7 separate regions of the Mus musculus genome follow, and all the other regions are linked to region 3. Evidence: chromatin contacts called from public Hi-C and promoter capture Hi-C data. All regions are on one chromosome and are shown on one strand. Each heading gives the region's core, a stretch centred on a gene start, on an enhancer-like site or on the middle of the called end of the contact. The rest is flanking DNA. Distances are from core to core; before and after follow the strand shown. Region 1 has its middle 15 kb from the start of Gm52636. Region 2 has its middle 72 kb from the start of A830029E22Rik. Region 3 holds the start of Pdgfc (platelet-derived growth factor, C polypeptide). Region 4 has its middle 32 kb from the start of Gm52636. Region 5 holds the start of Asic5 (acid-sensing (proton-gated) ion channel family member 5). Region 6 has its middle 33 kb from the start of A830029E22Rik. Region 7 overlaps Tdo2 (tryptophan 2,3-dioxygenase).

What was found. Promoter capture Hi-C pulls out the DNA fragments that hold promoters and counts their contacts. Hi-C and Micro-C count contacts between places; a contact is called where the count stands out from the background.
Region 1: a contact with region 3 is called in a promoter capture Hi-C map of second pharyngeal arch cranial neural crest, with 5 times the contacts expected there. The contact joins the enhancer-like site here to the promoter of Pdgfc in region 3. A contact is called at or near these places in 12 of 39 promoter capture datasets (the 3T3-L1 cell line, the HPC-7 cell line, cranial neural crest and 8 more), 2 of 484 Hi-C or Micro-C datasets (cerebellar granule neurons and embryonic stem cells), 11 of 115 datasets of contacts at active chromatin or transcription factors (the NIH/3T3 cell line, bone marrow-derived macrophages, embryonic forebrain and 5 more) and 1 of 9 other capture datasets (embryonic stem cells).
Region 2: a contact with region 3 is called in a Hi-C map of cortical neurons, with 3 times the contacts expected there. The contact joins the enhancer-like site here to the promoter of Pdgfc in region 3. A contact is called at or near these places in 9 of 39 promoter capture datasets (the C10 cell line, cranial neural crest, embryonic stem cells and 5 more), 2 of 15 datasets of contacts at CTCF or cohesin (the NIH/3T3 cell line and large pre-B cells), 3 of 484 Hi-C or Micro-C datasets (cerebellar granule neurons, cortical neurons and embryonic stem cells), 10 of 115 datasets of contacts at active chromatin or transcription factors (bone marrow-derived macrophages, cardiomyocytes, craniofacial prominence and 7 more) and 1 of 9 other capture datasets (embryonic stem cells).
Region 4: a contact with region 3 is called in a promoter capture Hi-C map of second pharyngeal arch cranial neural crest, with 4 times the contacts expected there. The contact joins the enhancer-like site here to the promoter of Pdgfc in region 3. A contact is called at or near these places in 15 of 39 promoter capture datasets (the 3T3-L1 cell line, 3T3-L1-derived adipocytes, the HPC-7 cell line and 10 more), 2 of 484 Hi-C or Micro-C datasets (the N1E-115 cell line and uterus), 5 of 115 datasets of contacts at active chromatin or transcription factors (bone marrow-derived macrophages, embryonic stem cells, neural progenitor cells and 1 more) and 4 of 9 other capture datasets (adipose tissue, embryonic stem cells, liver and 1 more).
Region 5: a promoter capture Hi-C map of pre-B cells shows a contact between it and region 3, with 5 times the contacts expected there. The contact joins the promoter of Asic5 here to the promoter of Pdgfc in region 3. A contact is called at or near these places in 4 of 39 promoter capture datasets (hippocampal neurons, liver and pre-B cells), 1 of 15 datasets of contacts at CTCF or cohesin (large pre-B cells), 1 of 484 Hi-C or Micro-C datasets (adipose-derived mesenchymal stem cells), 5 of 115 datasets of contacts at active chromatin or transcription factors (bone marrow-derived macrophages, embryonic forebrain, embryonic limb bud and 2 more) and 1 of 9 other capture datasets (adipose tissue).
Region 6: a contact with region 3 is called in a promoter capture Hi-C map of stem cell-derived epiblast-like cells, with 4 times the contacts expected there. The contact joins the enhancer-like site here to the promoter of Pdgfc in region 3. A contact is called at or near these places in 16 of 39 promoter capture datasets (the 3T3-L1 cell line, 3T3-L1-derived adipocytes, the HPC-7 cell line and 11 more), 1 of 484 Hi-C or Micro-C datasets (cerebral cortex), 11 of 115 datasets of contacts at active chromatin or transcription factors (craniofacial prominence, embryonic fibroblasts, embryonic forebrain and 4 more) and 2 of 9 other capture datasets (embryonic stem cells and pancreatic islet).
Region 7: a contact with region 3 is called in a promoter capture Hi-C map of hippocampal neurons, with 2.8 times the contacts expected there. The contact joins the enhancer-like site here to the promoter of Pdgfc in region 3. A contact is called at or near these places in 2 of 39 promoter capture datasets (hippocampal neurons and neutrophils), 3 of 115 datasets of contacts at active chromatin or transcription factors (bone marrow-derived macrophages, embryonic limb bud and stem cell-derived neural progenitor cells) and 1 of 9 other capture datasets (embryonic stem cells).

The regions. Positions count from the first base shown.
Region 1 is chr3:81,612,909-81,615,608 of GRCm38.p6, reverse strand. No RefSeq gene overlaps it. Among named protein-coding and RNA genes, the nearest start is that of Gm52636, 15 kb to the left of the region's middle. Within about 2 kb of position 1,443, at least 1 of the 459 cell types and tissues checked has an H3K27ac peak or open chromatin away from gene starts, as enhancers often do. A contact at or near this core is called in second pharyngeal arch cranial neural crest, where this site is marked.
Region 2 is chr3:81,729,085-81,731,784 of GRCm38.p6, reverse strand. No RefSeq gene overlaps it. Among named protein-coding and RNA genes, the nearest start is that of A830029E22Rik, 72 kb to the left of the region's middle. Within about 2 kb of position 1,369, at least 5 of the 459 cell types and tissues checked have an H3K27ac peak or open chromatin away from gene starts, as enhancers often do. A contact at or near this core is called in cortical neurons, where this site is marked.
Region 3 is chr3:81,034,971-81,037,670 of GRCm38.p6, reverse strand. It overlaps Pdgfc (platelet-derived growth factor, C polypeptide), which reads right to left and starts at 1,255. Exons shown (of 6, transcript NM_019971.3): 1 at 117-1,255. The coding sequence starts at 234.
Region 4 is chr3:81,660,382-81,663,081 of GRCm38.p6, reverse strand. No RefSeq gene overlaps it. Among named protein-coding and RNA genes, the nearest start is that of Gm52636, 32 kb to the right of the region's middle. Within about 2 kb of position 1,256, at least 15 of the 459 cell types and tissues checked have an H3K27ac peak or open chromatin away from gene starts, as enhancers often do. A contact at or near this core is called in neural progenitor cells and second pharyngeal arch cranial neural crest, where this site is marked.
Region 5 is chr3:81,995,480-81,998,179 of GRCm38.p6, reverse strand. It overlaps Asic5 (acid-sensing (proton-gated) ion channel family member 5), which reads right to left and starts at 1,258. Exons shown (of 10, transcript NM_021370.2): 1 at 1,190-1,258. The coding sequence starts at 1,229.
Region 6 is chr3:81,834,155-81,836,854 of GRCm38.p6, reverse strand. No RefSeq gene overlaps it. Among named protein-coding and RNA genes, the nearest start is that of A830029E22Rik, 33 kb to the right of the region's middle. Within about 2 kb of position 1,359, at least 56 of the 459 cell types and tissues checked have an H3K27ac peak or open chromatin away from gene starts, as enhancers often do. A contact at or near this core is called in cerebral cortex, embryonic stem cells, hippocampal neurons and 2 more, where this site is marked.
Region 7 is chr3:81,963,186-81,965,885 of GRCm38.p6, reverse strand. It overlaps Tdo2 (tryptophan 2,3-dioxygenase), which reads left to right. Exons shown (of 12, transcript NM_019911.2): 8 at 1,853-1,964. Among named protein-coding and RNA genes, the nearest start is that of Tdo2, 11 kb to the left of the region's middle. Within about 2 kb of position 1,370, at least 10 of the 459 cell types and tissues checked have an H3K27ac peak or open chromatin away from gene starts, as enhancers often do. A contact at or near this core is called in hippocampal neurons, where this site is marked.

The DNA of each region.
Region 1 (2,700 bases), core at 194-2,693, 580 kb before region 3:
AATATTGTGTGTGCTCTACCCCAGCCTTGAACGGCTGGATCAGACCTTGTTTATCACAGTTGCTAGCTCACCTATGGTGGAGTCTTTCAACCTAGGTAAAGTCCTGCCACTTCTGCAGCTTCCTACAAGAAGCCACTACCTGCTGAACAGCTGAGCTTGTCTTCCTGATGAGGTCCTGGCAATGTGTGTGTGTGTGTGTGTGTGTGTGCATTTTGCCCAATTATATTCAGACCTTAGAATTAAAACATTGAGCCTTGATCAGAGAACTTTGTCTTGGCTCATTCTTTTTCTCGCTCTCCTTGCCATCCATCCCCAGCTTTCCTTTAAGGAACCCTGTAATCCTTGGCAGTGGAAGGCTACAATTGTGGCCAGAACCTTGGGTTGGTAGAAAGAGACCTAGAGTAAGAGACACAATAGCTTAAAGGCACTTTTATGTGAAGCTAATGGTGTAAATATTTGCTTTTGTTTAGAAAATTAATTTAGCTGCCAAGGAAAGATGTGAAGCTCATAGGACACATGGCCCTCAGTACAACCGAAGTGAGTGAATGAATGTCTGTCATATTCTTTTTTCTTTGTTTGTTTTGTTTTTGTTTTTGTTTTTCGAGACAGGGTTTCTCTGTATAGCCCTGGCTGACATGGGACTCACTTTGTAGACCAGGCTGGCCTTGAACTCAGAAATCGCCTTGCCCCCACCTTCACCCCGCGCCTCTGCCTGCCTCCCGAGTGCTGGGATTAAAGGTGTGCACCACCATTCCCGGCCATGTCTGTCATATTCTAATTTTGCTTTTCTTTGAGGACAGAATATCTATGGACCAGAAGTCTTGGGTCAAGTCCGTCTGCAGGAAAACTTTGGGCATGAGTTATCTATCAGAAGGATGCAAAGAAGACTTCTAAATTGAAGAAATCTCAAGTGAACAATAGGTGACACATCTCCAGGGCTAACAATTATTATGGTAATGAGTGAAAAGAACTATCAAACAAAGGAGGATCCTTGAATCTTAGAAAGATTTGACTCTCTTTCTCCTTATTTGCCTAGCCCTCCTCATTGGTAATGATAACTCCTTACTCTCAAAGGTCGAGAAGCTGATTTCCAGTTCCCTCTCACTTTTCTTGTTTTGGGCTAAAGAATAATATTCTTGTTTAGTTTGTTCTCTGTCTTGCTCAAAAGTCTGAAAGGAGGAAAGTACCCAGATCGGGCATGAAAATTGGCAACAGGATGGTAATCAGCTTTGCAATCAGTGTACATTAAAATCTGTGATCCACTATAATTATCAGAATATATTTTTGAGATATTTAGTCATTTTTCTCAAGTTCTGAACAGATGCTATATTTCAGTCTCAGGATTACTGTGAAAGATTAAAATAGTCTATGTGAATGCTGGCCACATCTCACCTAATTTCTGAAATTGTTTCAATACGTTCTTTGTAAAGTTTCAACCATATGCTGGAAGTTTCCCATTAGTTGTAAACTTGCTTTTCACTGTTTGGCGAGTAAGTAGTTAGAGCTCTTCATTTCCTCTTAAATCAAAGGAACACATTTCTAAATTCTTTCTTTTTACTTCCTTTCTGCCCTATCCTTCCTGGTCTTTGCCATTAAAAATAAAACAAAAACAAACCGCATCCATCAAGCAGACTGTGTTCCTGCTCCTTCACCCTTCACAGCTTTTTGAAAGGAGTGGGGATATTTTATTTTATTTTTACAGCCAACACTCTAGGTCAAGCCTAAAAATAATTTTGTGTAATTGAACTTTCACTCACCAAAAATATCTGTTTTCTTTAGAGAAGCATTTCTGTATTATTTCTTACACTAAAGACTCTATGACTTTACTCCTTGAACTCAGAAAGCAAGGAAAAGTGCATTGTAAAAATAGGAGAACCCAACACTGTTCTGATAAAATGTGAGCTTATTCTTAGTTGGATATAAAAAAATTAATTGTTATTATACTGAAGGAAAGAGACGCTTGGGTGATACACATTTAATTGGGTTAAGTTCATTTGCCTGGATGGCTCACCATTTCATATTCTTTACAAATTATTTATCTTCGTCTATGGTTTGTTACATTGTGGATTATATTTGCTCTAATTCAGAACCTGCTTCTCCAAGACGAAATATATCACAGCCTTTTAAAAAGACTTATTCACCATGAGATCAATGATAATTTTGCAAGCACAGAAAAACCTTGAACATTGACATGTGAAAAGGGATTGACTGAACCAAACATATGCTAAGTGAAAGATGTCTTTTCTCTTGATCCTTTAAGACTGTGTATGTACACTAATCATAAGCAGAAAAACAAATGATTAAAAGCTGATTTATGTAGACACATTGTTTTTATCTATGAATAAATTAATAAAGTCTTGATTAAGATCTGTGGTACATATCAATTACAGCAGGAAGTTAAAACACAAAGTCCCACTCTCAGTGACTCAACATGAAAAACATAATATAATGATGTATGCATGGTCTAACCCTCCAAAAGTAGAGGTCTATATGCGATTCAGAGATGCAAAAAGTCTCATTTTATGACAATGCTATTCAAGTTTGGGTTCCTGATGGCCACAGTATGGAGAGAGGAAGGGACGGAGAAGGCAGTGTCCACATTCATAAATGCAAACATTTCAGAACCTACATCTGTTTATACACCCTTAGTTACCTACAAAGAGACTCAGAAAGTTTAGTCATCCTGATCAAGTAGAAGTA
Region 2 (2,700 bases), core at 120-2,619, 690 kb before region 3:
GCCAAACTACATCCCAACAAGGAGAATGGGAAGGAAGCACAAAGCCCTACCTCTTCCAAGGAAGCTATTTGCAGTATATAGACTCTAAGGAAGGGAAAGTCAGGTTATCTTTTCAGTGGTGTGACAGTGGATAGATCGAACATAGCCCAGGGCAAGCTCTGTGCTAAGAGCAGTTGGACAGTACAAATTGGATGCCATGTTTTGTGTGACTATGCTTTTTGCCTTTTGTGTTTGTTTCACTACTTTTATTTTTTTTTACAGTCCAGTCCTTGCCCCTCCCAACCCCCTCTGTCCTGGTCTGCCCTTCCACAGTTCCTCATCCCATTTCTCCTCCCCCACGCCTCTAAGAGGATGTCCCTCCCCTTCTCACATCCACCCCTGTCCCCACCAGGTCTACCCACTCCCTGGGGCCTCAATTGTCTCCAGGGTTATGTGTCTTCTCCCACTGATGCCAGAGCAGGCAGTCCTCTGCTGTATATGTATCTGTAGGGAGCCTCAGACCATGGCTTTTAAGAGAGGAATGCACATCAATGTGGACGATTAGGGAGGTACAGGAGGATTTGGGAGGAATTTGGAGAGGAGAAAGAATATCATGAAATTATGTTCCATGAAATTCTCAAAAACATAAATAAAAGTATTAAAAAAATAAAAAGAAACCCACAGAAATCCTTCCCTCGAGCTTACTACCCTGATGCCCAAAAAAATGCAGTGACTAATCTTTCAGCCTCTTTTGCCATTGTCTGTGACTTTCTTTACCAATTCTTACCCATGAGAAAGAGAATCTGATGAAACACCTAGATTCTTTGTTAGAGAGAGCAGGTAACAATAGGAGGTCAATGGAGTATCCCATGGAAACGTTTTTTGTTTTGTTTTATTTTTGTTTGTTTGGTGTTTTGTTTGCTTATTTTTGTTTTGTTTTGTTTTGTTTTGTTTTGTTTTGTTTTGTTTTCCCCCTGAATTTATGAAAAGTTAAGTTGCTTTTTAGCTTTCCCTCTGCTTTTTCAGGGTCTTTCAGAAAGCTACACTGTGGAATTCTGTTGGAACTCGGCATGGAGGAGGTAGGTGATAGAGAGGGAAGAACTTTCAAACAAGAAGAAGATGTAATAGCTATTTGGGGTAACCAGCCTAGTGCACTTAGGTGAGTATGCGATCTAGGTCTATAGGGAGCTGGAAAAAAATTTCCATTCTAAGAAAGAGATGCTGGCATAAACATGTCCCCCAGGCTAGCACACTGCCTTCCCTCAGTCGTTGGCCCTGCTTTTCATGCTAAAATGAGTTTCAAATTGTAAACCACACAGGAGATTCCCTTAAAGAGAGTATTCTACAGCACATCTCCAAGGATACCACAGTCTGCTTTGTTGTCTTCTTTGTTTCTATCTGGGCTGACTCACATTAGAAAACCCTGTTCTCACAAACCATCAAAATCCAGGCCATAACTCGATGAAATTGAAGAGAATGCTTCTGAGTCCACTGCGTAAACCACATGGATCTATTTTCTGCTCTTGTTTAGTGAGCAATTTCTCCATGGTTCCAGTGGCTCTCTCTTTTTTTTTTCCTGTGAGGAAATTTAAAACACTTTAACTAAATGTAACTGAATCACTGCCTGTTTCTATCTCCACAGTGGATCTCAGCACGGCTACCAGTATGCATAATTTTTCCTTTGACACTATCAAGTCACAGTTCTCCTTATGCTTAACTGTCACCTTGACAAATCGTATTGCTTGCTCACGTGATGTGGGCCTAAAGTCAAGTATGAGGCCGTTTCTTCCCTGAAGATCTGAGCCTTACAAACAGTAGTTTCCTAAGTGTGATGCTGCACATAAAAAATTTCAGGTACTATGGGTCTTGGGAGTACCAAAACACTTAGCAGAGCATCACACAGTAGATTAGTGGCTTATACCATGTAACTAATAACTATAAGTTAGGAGCTTAAAATAGCAAGCATGTATTTCCTCACAGTTTTCATGGATTGGGTCTCGGGCATGGATCTGTTGCATTCTCACCTCAGCATTTCTAGTTAATGGTCTTGGGTTGAAGAAGTGAGCCAACTGGAGGCCCCCGTAAGCTAAATCTAGCTCCGGCCAGGACATGAGCTGCTCTCACTAACTCTAACTGCTCTATCATTATCTGAGAACATGCTAGGGAAACAGTGGTTTCACTCTTTAAATAGTGACTCGTGCAGGGAGACAAGTTGGATTTTCAATCCACTCTTCTATCTATAGCAGATGCTTTAGTGGAATCTCTAAGCACCGTGCTATCATGACTGTGAACATATTCCTGTTGAGTCTGAAATGACAGAGAAGCATGCCATGAGTCAACAGAGCAGATAATTGACAGAGATGGTAAGAAAGCATGAGAGTTTTCAGTATCATTAGTCAGGTAGGTCACCCACAAGGGCACCACCTATTGGGTTTCTAGGGACATGAAAACTAATGAATTTTGTTTATTTAAATGACTGCATACATTTTAAAGTATTTAACATAATCCAAGTTAAAAAAATGACATAATTTTCACAAGAATGTGGAATTTAATATTAAAGCTGGAGAAAACTGAGAGTTTGGGGCAGTGATAGCATGCTCACAGAGCACGTGCTATACCCATGGTTCCATATCCAGCACATAAAGGACAAATTCTGAATTTGCTCAAAGCATTTTCTAAAAATCACATTTGTTTCCCACTACTGTTGCTCACCCCCTTGTG
Region 3 (2,700 bases), core at 6-2,505:
CAGCGCCAGAGACCCGACCATCAGCTCCACGACTGGAGGACCCCACATGCCACCGCACAATGCCAACCCGAACGCACAGCGAGACGCGGGAAGGGGGAGGAGGGGGCGATACTCACCGTTCTGTTCCTTGTCGCTGGAGAGCTGCAACTTGCTGCTCAGGTTGGACTCAGCCCGAGTCCCCGTTCTTTGGCCGGCCAGGGCAGATGTCAGCAGGAGGAGGCCGAGGAGGAGCATTTGGCTGACTGGGGCGAGGGCTCACTCGCGGCGGGCACTGGGGAAGCGACGACTCCAAGGCTCAGCCCAGCCGGGGAAAGGCTGCGCTGCGGTGGAAGCGCCTGGCCGGCTCTGGCAGCAGAGAATCGCAGGGTAGTTTCCACATAATCCCATCCAAAAGTTTTTCCTAGAGCCCTCTTCTGTGTCTCCAGTTTTTGAAAAGGATCAAAGCAAAACCTGGACCTGAACCAGTTTCCCAAGGTTTAAACAAATCCTGAGCTGTGCCGAAGTGCGGGGGGTGGGGGTAGGCGAGGGAGGAAAGAAGGGGTGGGGACGCGGGGGAGCGGCGATGAGTCGTGGCGACTCGCAGGGAGCACCTGTCAGTTTGGGGGACAGGACACAGGCGAGGACTCGGGGTCCCGCCAAGCCAGACTGGAAGCCAGGTCGGCAGCGAGGCGAGCACCTTGGGATCAATGACAAAGCTGCTGATCGGGGCGGCAGGCGGCGCCCCACCCCCACCTGGGGGGAGGGGACCGTGCCCTGCGAGTGCCGCGCGGGTCCCGGGCGGGCAGAGAGGCCGCGGGGACGACTCGGGACTGGCCCGGATCCACCGCGGAGCCTCCTCCTTGCTGCAGTCGGTGGCCACCGAAGTTCCCTCGGGTACCGGCGAAGTGCTGCGGGAAGCCGGGAGAGCTTGGGCGGCTCGGAGTCGCGAGCGCTCGGATGCCTGCCCTAAGGCAGGGCAGGACGCAGGGCTGAGGAGAGGTGGCGGCTAAGCACGGGCGGCTAAGGGAAGGCCTGGCTGGCCTGGAGGATCGCTCTTGTCCCCTCCCCGTCTCCACTTTCCCCCAGCGGGCGGCGCGCGGGGCGCGGGGCTGGCGGCCGGGCGGGCGCGGGGGGCGCGGGGGGCGCGGGCGGCCAGCTGGCGGGCCAACAGGTGCTGGCGCAGACAGGGGGCACTGCGGGCCCCGCGGCAGACGGAGCCCACACTGCGGCGAGGAATGCCGCCAGGCGGCCCCCAGCTTCCTTTCCCCTGGGCGCCCCTAACCCCAAATAAGGAGTCTGCGGGCTGTTCAAGGGTGCTGCAAACTCAGAGAAAGAGAGAGGGAAAAAAAAGTAGGAGAGGACAGCCACTCCTTCTCTTCTGGCTCTCCCTGGCTGTAACTTGTCTTTCATTCCTAAGGGGATCCCCACTCCCAAAGCGCTTTGTCAGGACTCGTGGCCAGAGTTCTGCACTGAAGGAGGGAAGTTGAACTCAAGATGCTTCCAGAATGGCTCTGTCTGAAGGAGAATGAATAAATCAAAAGTAAAGATAAAGTCAGAGTTGTAACATGAATTGAAGCCATGCACCACTGTATCCACATGAACCCTGTTTGGAGAGGAACTGGGGTTGGAGGGTACCACTGAGCAGAAGAAAGAGTCCCTGTCCTTTGCAGCTGGGTGCTGCATGATAATGAAATCTAGCTCCTAGAGTGTCTGGGGACATAGTGTGGCAATTTACACATAGGCTGTCCTGGAGCCCCTAATGTTTGAACTGGTTGCCTTTATGCACGAAGTGCTTCGTGCTGAGACTAAAGTTCCTATGGGGTTATCTAGAATGAGAAAAACATGTTAGTAGGGCCTAGGGTGGTTCCATGTGCAATACATGTGTCTCTGATAGGATTCCAATATGCTTTCCTTATCAGAAAATCCTCGTGAAAGCGTTGAAGGCACAGTAGGGTTTGAAATCTAAACAAAAGATGCATCTTTGGATGGAGGGGTAATAAAAAAAGAAAATGAAAATAAGGAAAATAAAAATAACATTAGAGCAAGCAAATGCCTTGGTGTGCAGTCAGACAGATGTATCACCAAGTACTTAGTTGAATCAGTCAGGGCATGCAATCCAACCATAGAACCAAGGTAAACATAATCCTGAAACCGGGCATGACCTGGAGACAGAAATAAAAGATGGGACCAGTCCAAACGATAAAATGTTAATCTTTTCCTTTGTTCTTGGACACCACTGGGGCCTACCAAACAACCCTGTTCTAGCCAGGTCTCTGTCCTCTTCTCTCTTCCTTCAAATGAGTACTTGACAGGTTGTTCATTATAACTCCTGCTTGGCATCCAGGAAGTCCCCGGGACCAAATAAAGAAAGATGCTGTTCTCCTGTGAAATCCTTACAAACCTGTTCCATTCATTCATTCTTATCTGTGGGATTTCCACCTTTACAGTGTTGGATAGAAAGTCTCTTGCTTAGACTTTAAGTGTATGGATGTTAATGGTACAAGCCTTGTTACTTTATTCAAGTTAGCAGTGCATCATCTTCAGTGCCATTCCATTGTGACATACGTGTATTCCAAAAGTGTTCTGTACATTCCTGAATATGCAAAGGAGAGTTCCCAATTTTAATCAAAATGAGACACCAAAAGGCATGCTTTCTCGGTAGATCTGTTTGCAATCCAATCCATTAAGGTCCAGTTTTTGTCATTTACTTAGTTTTCTGAT
Region 4 (2,700 bases), core at 7-2,506, 630 kb before region 3:
TCCACGACATCATAGGAATCTTCACAGAGTACCAAGAAATTCAATAGTAGCCAGAACGATAGTTTAATTAATTCTGAGGAAGCTCCTATCAAGATAAGACACTGTCTACCTACTCTGATTTCCAAGATAATGGAAAGAATGAAAAAGAAGAAACAGAAAAGATAAACATGCTTCTTCCCCCATTTAAATTAACATTCTCTGCATTTCTATCTTATGAATGAACCACAGATGATTGAGGAATTACACTGTCATCTAATGGTCCTTGATGTGTTTTACAACAAAGTGGTTAGCTTCACGTAATGTGAATAATGCACATAATATGCATAATGGCAGTGATTTTCAGAACATCATTAGGGTAAATCCAAGCTTCTGGATTCCACATTTTCATTTCAGTGGTGTCATTTTTTTTTTTTAGAGAGCATCTGAATTTTCACATAGTATATACTGAGTAGTAATTACAATTTCTCTTTGTCTTTCATGGATGTGAAGAGCAGAAACAGACCGCATGAAAATGAATAGACTCGGGGCACTCCTTCATCTCTTTGTGGAGTGAGGCACCGGGCTGCTTCTGTACACAATCTATGCATTTCCACCAGTCCTAGAGTTTGGCCTGAAATAGCTTCTGAGTAATTTCTAGTAAGTTGAAATCATTGTTTTAGCTGAGATAGGAATATTCATGCTTTATATAGAATGCCAGGGTGCAGAATGCTGTCCCTAGCTCTTTGTGATCAGCTGACTACTCCATTCTTGCAGCTTCACAGACTGTGGCACTTGTCCTACATAAACCTGCATTTCCAAAAGTTATTAGGATGCTGAGAATTTTAACAAAAGACAATGGGTATGAAGCATCACATATTAGGCATAGGATCAAGAGGACTTCTGATTACTATTTTAGTCAAATAAATATTAAAACCCTATTTTCATTTGTATATTAATGTCCACAAAAGTAAGCCTTAAACAAGAAACTTTGAAGAGAAGAAAGTAATTGATTTGCATATATTTTCATGCAACTAGTTCAGCTTTAATAATCACCCATGCATCTTATGTCAAATAGTCACATAGATTGTGAACACTGGGCAAGCTTTTAAGAGACCCAGTTGGGGATTTTGGTTATGGTGTGTTGGGCTGCATGTGTGTGCACACACACACCATCATTTCCCCTGTGAACTTATGGAGATGAGCTGAGTATGTGGAATGTGATCTCCAAGAGGGTACCAGAAACTGGATGTGAGGTTGCTAGGCAATTTCCCCCATTGTTTTAAACAAACTTCAGGGAACTGGCAGCAGCTGCCAGAGTTCCTGGCTCCTAAGAATAACAGAGCTGAATAACACAAAGAACAAAGGTCTGCCACAATAAATGGCAATAAATAACCGGAACTTTCTAGGCCAGTGAATGCAGGCACTTGAATGTTAAAGCAATTAATAAGGTTAACACATACAAGAGGGCATTTGAGTTCTATGTGTTGTCAAATACATCTTCTCCTCAGACACTTTAATTTATATAGCAAGACCATCTGAAAAGAGAATGGTATGATGTGGTTTTGACAAATTATCTTTCTAAAAAATTCACCCTTTTCTGTTTTTGCTTGCATTCTAATTATTCATTGGGAATTTCACCTCTGGGACAATAGTATAACCTGCCTTTTGCATGTGTTAAAAGCATCTTAAAGGGAAGTATATTCTACACAATGCAAATAACAACTCATTGAACCATATCATCATCATAGGCTCTTTCTTTTCACCCTTCCTACCCTTCCTATTCCCTTTTTTGTACTCTTCATTTCAGAAGGAGTCTGTATGCAAGACTATGTGCAATGAGACTAAAAGGTAACACACACAAATGGGCCACACATAATTATTCAGTTCTGTCTAGTTTCTGCGAGTGTTGTCAATGCAACCTTCTTGTTTATATGAGCATACTTCAATGTCACTCTCTCCCTCCCTCTCTCTCTCTCTCTACCCCCCCTCTCTCTCTGTGTATGACATGCTACAATGTGCACAAGTTTGTTATAGGTATAGGTGTAACTATGAAACATAGTCATTTTACATAGTCTTATAATCTCTTATAAAAACCAAATTATTTCAAACCCAAATATTAACTACTGCTTTCTAATATTTCAAAATTGAGATTTCCATCCTTCAACTAATGAATTGTAGTCCTGGTGTTTTACTTTTTTTATTAGTGAATCATTCTCTTACTTAAGTCAGTGTGTGCTTAGGCATCTCTTCCAAAATAATTTGAGATACATAACTTAGTTGTTTCTTGCTAATAATTTTAATACATTATCCAATTTTTAAATATATCATTGTATACACGTTGAATGCATTTAATATATTGCTAGAATGAATGTTCAACTATAGTTGATGTTACAAAAATCTCTGTGAATTTTACACCATTTGGAAATTTGCAGAGTTTTCTTTTTGGGGGGAAACTAAGTTTTATTGTTTCTGTGATGGAGATGATTTTCTAAGGGTCTCTAATTTAAGTTTATTTAGAAACGTATACACAGCAGGTAGAAATTACAAAGGAAATACAAGAGATTAAATACACATTGGCTGAGTTTACCCAGCGATTCTCTTATATATGTTTGTCAATATCAAAGTTAGGAATTTCTATGGGTACAATTTCTATGTGTAAACTCAGGATGATGCCACGTTCTTATGTACACAGGTGTCTATAAGAGCCCATGTGGAATTGGT
Region 5 (2,700 bases), core at 9-2,508, 960 kb before region 3:
AATGAAGTTATTTGAATTTTAAATCCTTGTTTTAATTCAATAAATATCATTTTGTCAATAATGCAGTATTAACATTCTTCCAAAAAAGCTCCAATATTTTCTCATCATTAAGTTTAGTTTAATAGCTTACTAGTTTCCAATCAATATTTTTTTTTCAGTTTGGAAAAGCTAATGATATAAAATGCATTTTCTAAAGTTTCCCATTTCGTGCAATGTACATGAGCATCCACAAATACTGTTACACTCTTAAAGATATTACAAACTATATTATCATGTTTATATCATTCTGACGTTCTGGAATTGTGCTATCGTCTATAATAGCATTACTTAATGTTTCTTTTAGTATCAGGTTAATCAGCACATATTTAAAAAAAACTGTCAAAGCTTCAGATAAAATCAGAAGGCTGAAAAAAAAAACAATATTACTTAACAAAATAAGCTTAACTGTGACCTATTCTTATTCCTTAACCATTGCTTGGACGCATTTGTGAAGGCTTTACCCTGATTAAAGAAACAGCCCAGTCCCTAGCAACTCTCACCTTTCCTACTGAGGGGACATGGGCTATTAGTGAGAAGAGTAATCTAGGAATAAGTCCCTGGCCAGACACAGTGCAGCTGGCTGCAAACACTACCCAAATAATACATTTCAGATGTCAACTCTTTAAATTAAGATAGAAACATTGCCAGTTGTGTTAACCTTACTGAAGCATTTCCTACTATTTGTTAGAAACATAGTGGTTTTTTTTTTTCCTTTTGAGTATTTCAAATTGAGAACCTACAGAGTGATATATGCCTGTCAGGAAGCCCAAAATGGGCAGTGCAGACCACCAATCCACACAACTGAGGCTTTGAACTTCCCTCATAGAAGTACATTTCATCAGGTGGATAAACAAAAAGTTTCATTAAAAAGGTTGGTCATTATAGAAACGTTAGGAAAGCAAGCATACTGTGTAGAAACAAAGAAACAACAAAAGTCGATTTTAACATATAGTAATATTTTTGTAGTATTTTGAGTCCTCATAAGTTATTCTTTTGCTACTAAAACTGTATTATTCATTTTAAAACTCATATTTGTTACTGTGAACATAATAATGAGAATAGAGTTTTCCAAGGATGAAGCCTACCCCCTGCTCTCTGCTTATTTCCGGTATTTAGGAATGGCGGATGTTGCTGTTTAAGGATCTCCTACCTTTCTCCGCGTGCACTTGTGATTTCTCAGTATGTTCCATGTTTTGATCTCAGTGATCCGAAGTCCTCTGGTGCATCCAATTTTTTCAATAACAATATTCATTTTGTGCCTTTTATATAAAATACAGCACTTAAGGTTGTAAACTGTAGGGGCAATTTAAATATTTGTGTTGCTATGTTAAGCCTCATGAAGCACTTAATCTGTAAATCAAAAAACACGGACAGAACCAGCTATGGGCATTTACAGACTGGCAAGAGGCCATGATAGATTAAAACCCAGATAGCACAATTGAAACCCACTTTCTGAAAAAGAAAGGAGGAAAGAAACAAAGAAACAAAGAAAGAAGAAAAGCTGTGACCTCACAGTGGCCTCTGATCATACCAGTGGATACCCAGGTGACAGTCTCTTCACGTTTTGTTCAGCTTCATAGAAATCAAATTTTGATTGTGATTGTGTGTATGTGTGTGTGTGTTTGTGTGTGTGTGTGTGTGTGTGTGTGTGTGTGTGTTTGTGGACGTGAAGTATCGTTGTTTTGAAGTTTCTTTCATAAAAGAGATACAACTGTAACAAAGTGACCAGTGGAAATAGAAGAATAATGTTACAAAAGAAAAAAGATACTAACTAAAAAAGAAGCACTAATAAAATAATATAAATTTGCCAAATCACAAAGGCCACCTTTTTTATAGTAACACCTTTGAGAACTTACCATTAATATTATTAATAAACCCTGATATGCATCCATATGTATAAATGCTGCCATCTGTTGACCACACACAGTAATTACATGTTTCTCCGCTAGAGCCTGATGCCTTTGTCATGGTAATATTTCACAAGCATTTTTTCCCTTCAACATTGGACATCTATTGGGAAACTCCAATACCATAACTTGAAGCTGGGCTTACATGGTTTGGTTTTGTCAAGAAGTCACTCTTGCTTCTGCTCCTCCCTCCTAGTGACTGAATTAAATTTGAATTTCAACTTGTTTATGTAGTTACAATTCCCTCTCCATTTTTCCTCACTTTATTATTTGAAATCAAGACCAAGGATTCTTCTCACAGATATAACTTGTTCTTTTGTAAACCTGGCCTTTTCACTTTCTAAGATACTCAATTAAAATTAAACATAGATGCTCACACTTTCTTTCTCTGATGGTGATGCTATGTGGAATAAGCCTATGTGACAGAAGATAGACTTGTAAGCCCCTCTTCCCTGCCCCACCCCATTTCCCAGTAAACGTAAAGAAAGCTACAGAATCGCCTAATAAAGCCAATCCCGGGAGAACTGAGAGAATTCTGAGTCATCATTATCTCCCTTTATGCACTTGTAGCACCAACAGCAAAGGATGACTTATTAATGCAGACAAATAATAAAAGATTAAATAAAGCATGCTGGACAGAAAAGTAGACAGCAAACCCAACTGCCCTTTCACTTAGATTCTGGGCATGAGCGATCCTTAGAATCAATGAGCACTGTCTAGAGGACTGTATTTACTCTGGCCCAGCCCCAGTAAC
Region 6 (2,700 bases), core at 110-2,609, 800 kb before region 3:
AGCTCTATCAGTTTTGTCTTCAAGTATCATATTGGAACGGGTGAAGTTATCAAGTTTCACTCAATTTCCTCACCCAATACAGCTGACAAAAGTATGTACTTTAAAGTGAGACCTCCTGGGAAGGCATCTCAGTAGAGAGAATACCTGCTTTGCAAGTATAAGGACCAGAGTCCAGATCGCCACACCCTGTCTAAAACCCCAGACAAAGCAGCAAACACGTGTCACCGGAGAGATGACAGTTTGTGAAGTAGAGGCACTGGATCCCTGGAAACTTATTGTTACTTATTCGGCAAATTTCTAGGCCACCGAGAGACCTATCTCAAGTAAAAGGTGGACAGTGCCTAGGGAACCGAAGGCAATGTTGTCCTCTGACTGATATGCACATGGACACTTTTCTACGCATACACATGCATCGACACAAACACATCCACACACAAAGTAAAATTGTTCACGTGAGCCTTCATAGTCTGCAAATGTCCCCCGCTATTCTTTATGAGCTTTGGTCTGCCGTTTCTGGGTTTTGGCAGGGATTTGTGTGAAATAATTAGAAGACAGTAATAAGCAGTGAAGTCCATATACAAGCCGGGTGTGGGGCAGAGAAAGGGAACATCTTTAAGACACGCAAGAATCATATCCTGTCCTGCCTTGAACTGAGAAGAGTTTGTTTGGAGAGAGTGAGTGCAGAGGGTACATTTACAAGGCTGGTTTCAGAGTTAACATGATTATCAACACAGGTGATATAGCTCCTTGTGCAGCAGTCGGCTGTGCACTGACAGCCTGGTCCCCGGTTGAGCAAAGGTCTGGAACCCTGGTGACCAGATGGGTGGAGACTTCCACCTGCATGGGATGACAAATGTTCAGCCACGCCTCCTGGGTTCCTGTCTCCTGTGTGCTGTCTCACATAGCTACAGCCTCCTACAGCTCCCCACCCCACCCCCGCAGAGCAGCACCAAGCCCTCCCACATGCAAATAAGGTTTCCCCAAAGCTCTCATACCAAACCAACGAGAAGCATTTGTTTTCAGACCCTTACCCACACCAAAGCTGTATGTAAAAATCCTATCCGGAAGGATTAAAAGTGTAGGAGAACTACTCCATCGTCTGAGCCTTCTGTTCTGAGAGCTGTAACATTTTGGAAAAGGTCTGCTCTCCCCAAGTGCTGCCTAAAGCTCTGCTGCACTCCTCACTGCCTGGTCAGTCTGTTGTTGGCCCAGCCCTACTTGCAGGGCAGCAAGGAGAAATCTTTAAACCTAGAAGGCATGGCAGAGACAAGGTGGAGTCAACTGCAGCCGCAGAACTGGCAGAAGGGACTTCCCCTCCCTGCCTGCACTGCTTCCCCTCGCTGGAATTCTCACACCAGGCAGGGCCAGAGTTCTCCGTGCAAAGCCTCTGGTACACAGACCCACAGCTCCTCTCCAAGACTGTCTGGACATGAGGGGGGGGGGGGGAGGAGACTATTTGTCTCCCGCACTTTACCCTCATTTACATTTGATTTGTAGGGCTTGGCACGAGGAGTTAGTTCATATATCCTATAACATAAAATAAAGGTAGTAAAAGTTACCTTTATTTTTATTGTTCAAAAAATAAGTCTTGAAAATGCACAAGTTTTGCTTTGAATCAGAGCATGGTATTTCTGGATGATTAGTTTAATATATTCCATTAAGTTAAAATATTTTAATGAAGATTCATGGCAACCTACAAGGTTCTTTGAAACCATAGTTTTGAATCATTCACCTAAGGAACTTCCTATCCTACAGTTTGGTTTCCCAAAACATAAGCCTTATAAGTTGCTTTGAGTTGTTTACATTGTCATTTTATACAACCTTGCTTGTTTGCTTTTTGCTTGCCCATACCTGAGCTGAAAAATATATATCTTGCCATACTCCTTCACCAACGTCATATGATAAAATATTCTCCCATGCATAATAGCAGCTGGTTCTACAGGACACTTTTAAAATTAATAATTTTTGGATTAAAGTATAATTATATTATTTTCCTTTCCTCTTTCATCCTCTAACAACTCCCATCAACCTCTTTTCTCTCTCAAATCCATAGCTTCTTTTCCTTTAATTGTTTTTATATATTTTTATATTATATATTTATATATGTAATATAGGTTACAAATATGTTCTTATATGTATAAATATGTTTTTATATATGTTATAGGTAAAATTTACATCCATATTTATATATATAACGTAAATCCATATAAGTGAATTGTATTTATATCCAACTCAGTCCATATAATATTATTTGCATGCATGTGTAGGAGCTGTCATTTTAACTGGAAATAGGTCTAAACATGATTTTAGCCTTGAAAACTGTAAATGTTTTGTAGCTCATCCTCCATTCATGCTTGGACTTTATCTCTCTTGACCTTGTGCAGGTTGTCTGTGAACTGTGAATTCGTGTGTGCAATGGTGTTGTCAATAGATACAGTAATAAACTAACCTGTAAAGTCTTAACTCTTCAGTGATTAATGCCTCTCTAAACCCTCATCAGAGAAGCTCCCTTTTGATCCAGTAGATGGAGATTAATAAAGAGAAACCCACTACTATTAAACCTACAGTAAAGCAACCAACTCTAAATGACACATCAGTATCACTCAACCTCTCCCGAAGGCTCAGGGATCATTGCTGAAGAGGGGGAAGAAATTCTGTAAGACTGGGGATTAGGATCCCTGTAGTGAGGTGGTATTTGTT
Region 7 (2,700 bases), core at 121-2,620, 930 kb before region 3:
AGCATTTTGATAATGTTATGTTACTTGTAGCTTTGTCTCCCACGAAATTCTCATCATCCTGCCTTCATACTTTCTCATTCACATGTGACATTCATATACATGAATTCAACAACCCGTCTCAATGTTATTAACCACCCAGGAATAGGCATTATTCCCACAAAGAATTCTCTAACTCTTCTCTCCCCAGCTCTTTACTGCTTTCTTCACCTTCTGCTTTGACTCTAGGTATTCACCAGTGATTCTCAAACATTTATACCCAGCTTGGATGTCCCCTTAGATTTCAGATCATGTATTTTTACATTCTACTTGTATCTTCTCCTGATTCTCTTAAAATAAGAAAAGAAAATTGAGTAGAAGAATTCCCTCCCATGAGTCCTCACCTTGACCCAGTCTTGTCAGAGTTAAGTATGTTTTCCTCCCAAGAGCCTTCAACTGTCAAATAAGTCACCTAGGAATGGTCCTTGTTCCTATTCCTTTTCAACAATGATTTTTTTAAAAGATTTATTTACTTTAATTTTATACCTATGAGTATTTTGTCTGCATATACGTGTGTGCCCCAGATGGTGCCCACAAAGGTCAAATGAGAGTGATGGATCTCTGGGCCTTAAGTTACAGAGAGCTGTGAGTGAACATGTGGGTGTTAAGAACTGAATCATGAGTAGCAACAAGTATTCCTAACCACTGAGCAATCTCTCACCTCTCCAGTCCCTCAACAATATTTCTGAGAGATGGCTGTATCAGCTTTGTATCTTACAATAGTTCTCTCATGATTTTTTTTTTACACCTACCACCAAGACTAAAACTAAAGTCTCTTGACTGTCCTATCCCTTCCCCACCGTAGGCCTTCCAGTTTATTCTCTGTGCTCCAGTAATAGTTGTCTTTCCAAAATGAAAACCTGATAGTCTCTGCCTTTTGCTTAAAACCTCTCGTGTTCCATTGCTGTTTTAATAAATAGATAGATATCCCTAACACAAACCCTAAAGCTTTCACATATCACATGGGCCAACCTCACTGTGCTGCTCCCACTAGCTGAGTTAGCTCAGTGTTCTGAATTCTCTCAGTTTAAAATGTTTGTCAGCAGGCAGAATATTCATTCGATCTTTGCCAACCTTCTGGCTGCTGTCACCCCCTATGGTGATTTTTCTATTTTTGTATATAGTGCTGTTTATGGTTTTAATGCTGTGCTTGGGTGACTAAATATCCCATCTTATTCCTATAAGAGAACGTTTTTGAGGTGAGGTGATTTAGTTTTTGCTCACATTTTTTATGTCTGTTACTTTCCTGTGAGCATTTCCTTAATAAATGAGTAATCCTTAGCAATAATATTGCACCCAGGCTCTCCCTGCTGCTGTACTTGCTCTGACACATTGAGGCTAACTGGGCTGGCTGCTTTGCCACCATCCAGATTACCAATTCCAAGTGGAGCTGGAGGGTAGGCAGATAAAGCAAATTTTTTAACCAATCAAATAATTTTAAAGGATTTAAATAGCATTAGTACTGGTTCGGATTAAGAGGTAACATTCTCTAAGACTGATATTATCTCTAAGTTAAATGATTATTATTTAAGATCAGTAACTATCACTTGTTATTCATTTTGGTCCATCTCTAAGGAGTTTTCTCAAGAGTATTTGGCATTATTAAAATTTTTAAACATAAAGAAAATGAGAGACCAGCAAGTATATGGACTTTTCCTACTTGGAAGACGTATCTTCCATATTGTAGTATTGGGTATTAAGATCAATTGAATACACACTTGTTATACGCTGAGAATCTATTTCTTCTGAAAAAAGCAAATTTTAAACAGCAGTCTGCTCTCTGCTGGGGAAGATTAAAACAATATTTTCCCATAAGGCTAAAACCGACTCTGAAGAAAAAGAGGAACAGATGGCAGAGTTCCGGAAGCAGAAGGAGGTGCTGCTCTGCTTGTTTGATGAGAAGCGTCATGACTACCTTCTGAGTAAAGGTAAATGTGCTGTCCAGGGGTCTTAGACCTCAAGGGTATATGCATGAAGACAGAGATATGCCATAAGCTTGTCTATCAAGACTAACTTGGGGGAAGTCAGGTTAAACGGTTTGCCTACTCAGAGAAGTAAGGAATGGGTTACTACTGTGTCTGACAGCCCCACATTAATCATCTTGATTGTTCAGCGTAGTTACAAGACACTAGCAAATATCTCCATACTATGTGCTACACACAAGGGTACCAAGGTAAACTGTGATTGTAAAGTACTACGGAATATGCAAAACAGAATTATTTTTTTATCGTACAATACAGAGTGTAGCAGTGGAATGAGGTGAGCATCAGTTGCTAGCCTCCATTATCTATAATTATCAGTGAGCCATAGCTAATCTTTACTTCTCACCATGAAGGGCAGAACATTTTCTTAGCTTACACGCCACACTCTAGAAAACTAATTTTACATAAATTAGAACAAACAAACACAAAACCAAAACTACAATTTCCAGTCATTTTCAGATAGGATCTTAGTATGTACCCCAGGTTGGCTTTAAATCCATGGTCCTTCTGCTTCAGTTTTTGAGTATTGGGATTACAGATGTTCACCACCACATCCAAAACAAACAAATCAAACATAGACAAACTGCAAATCACTTTCAAATAGGGAATGAAGTGAATCTTGCTTAGTTTTTGAAGTAACTGAAAAATACATGTATCACAGGAGTTACTTATTCTTTATATC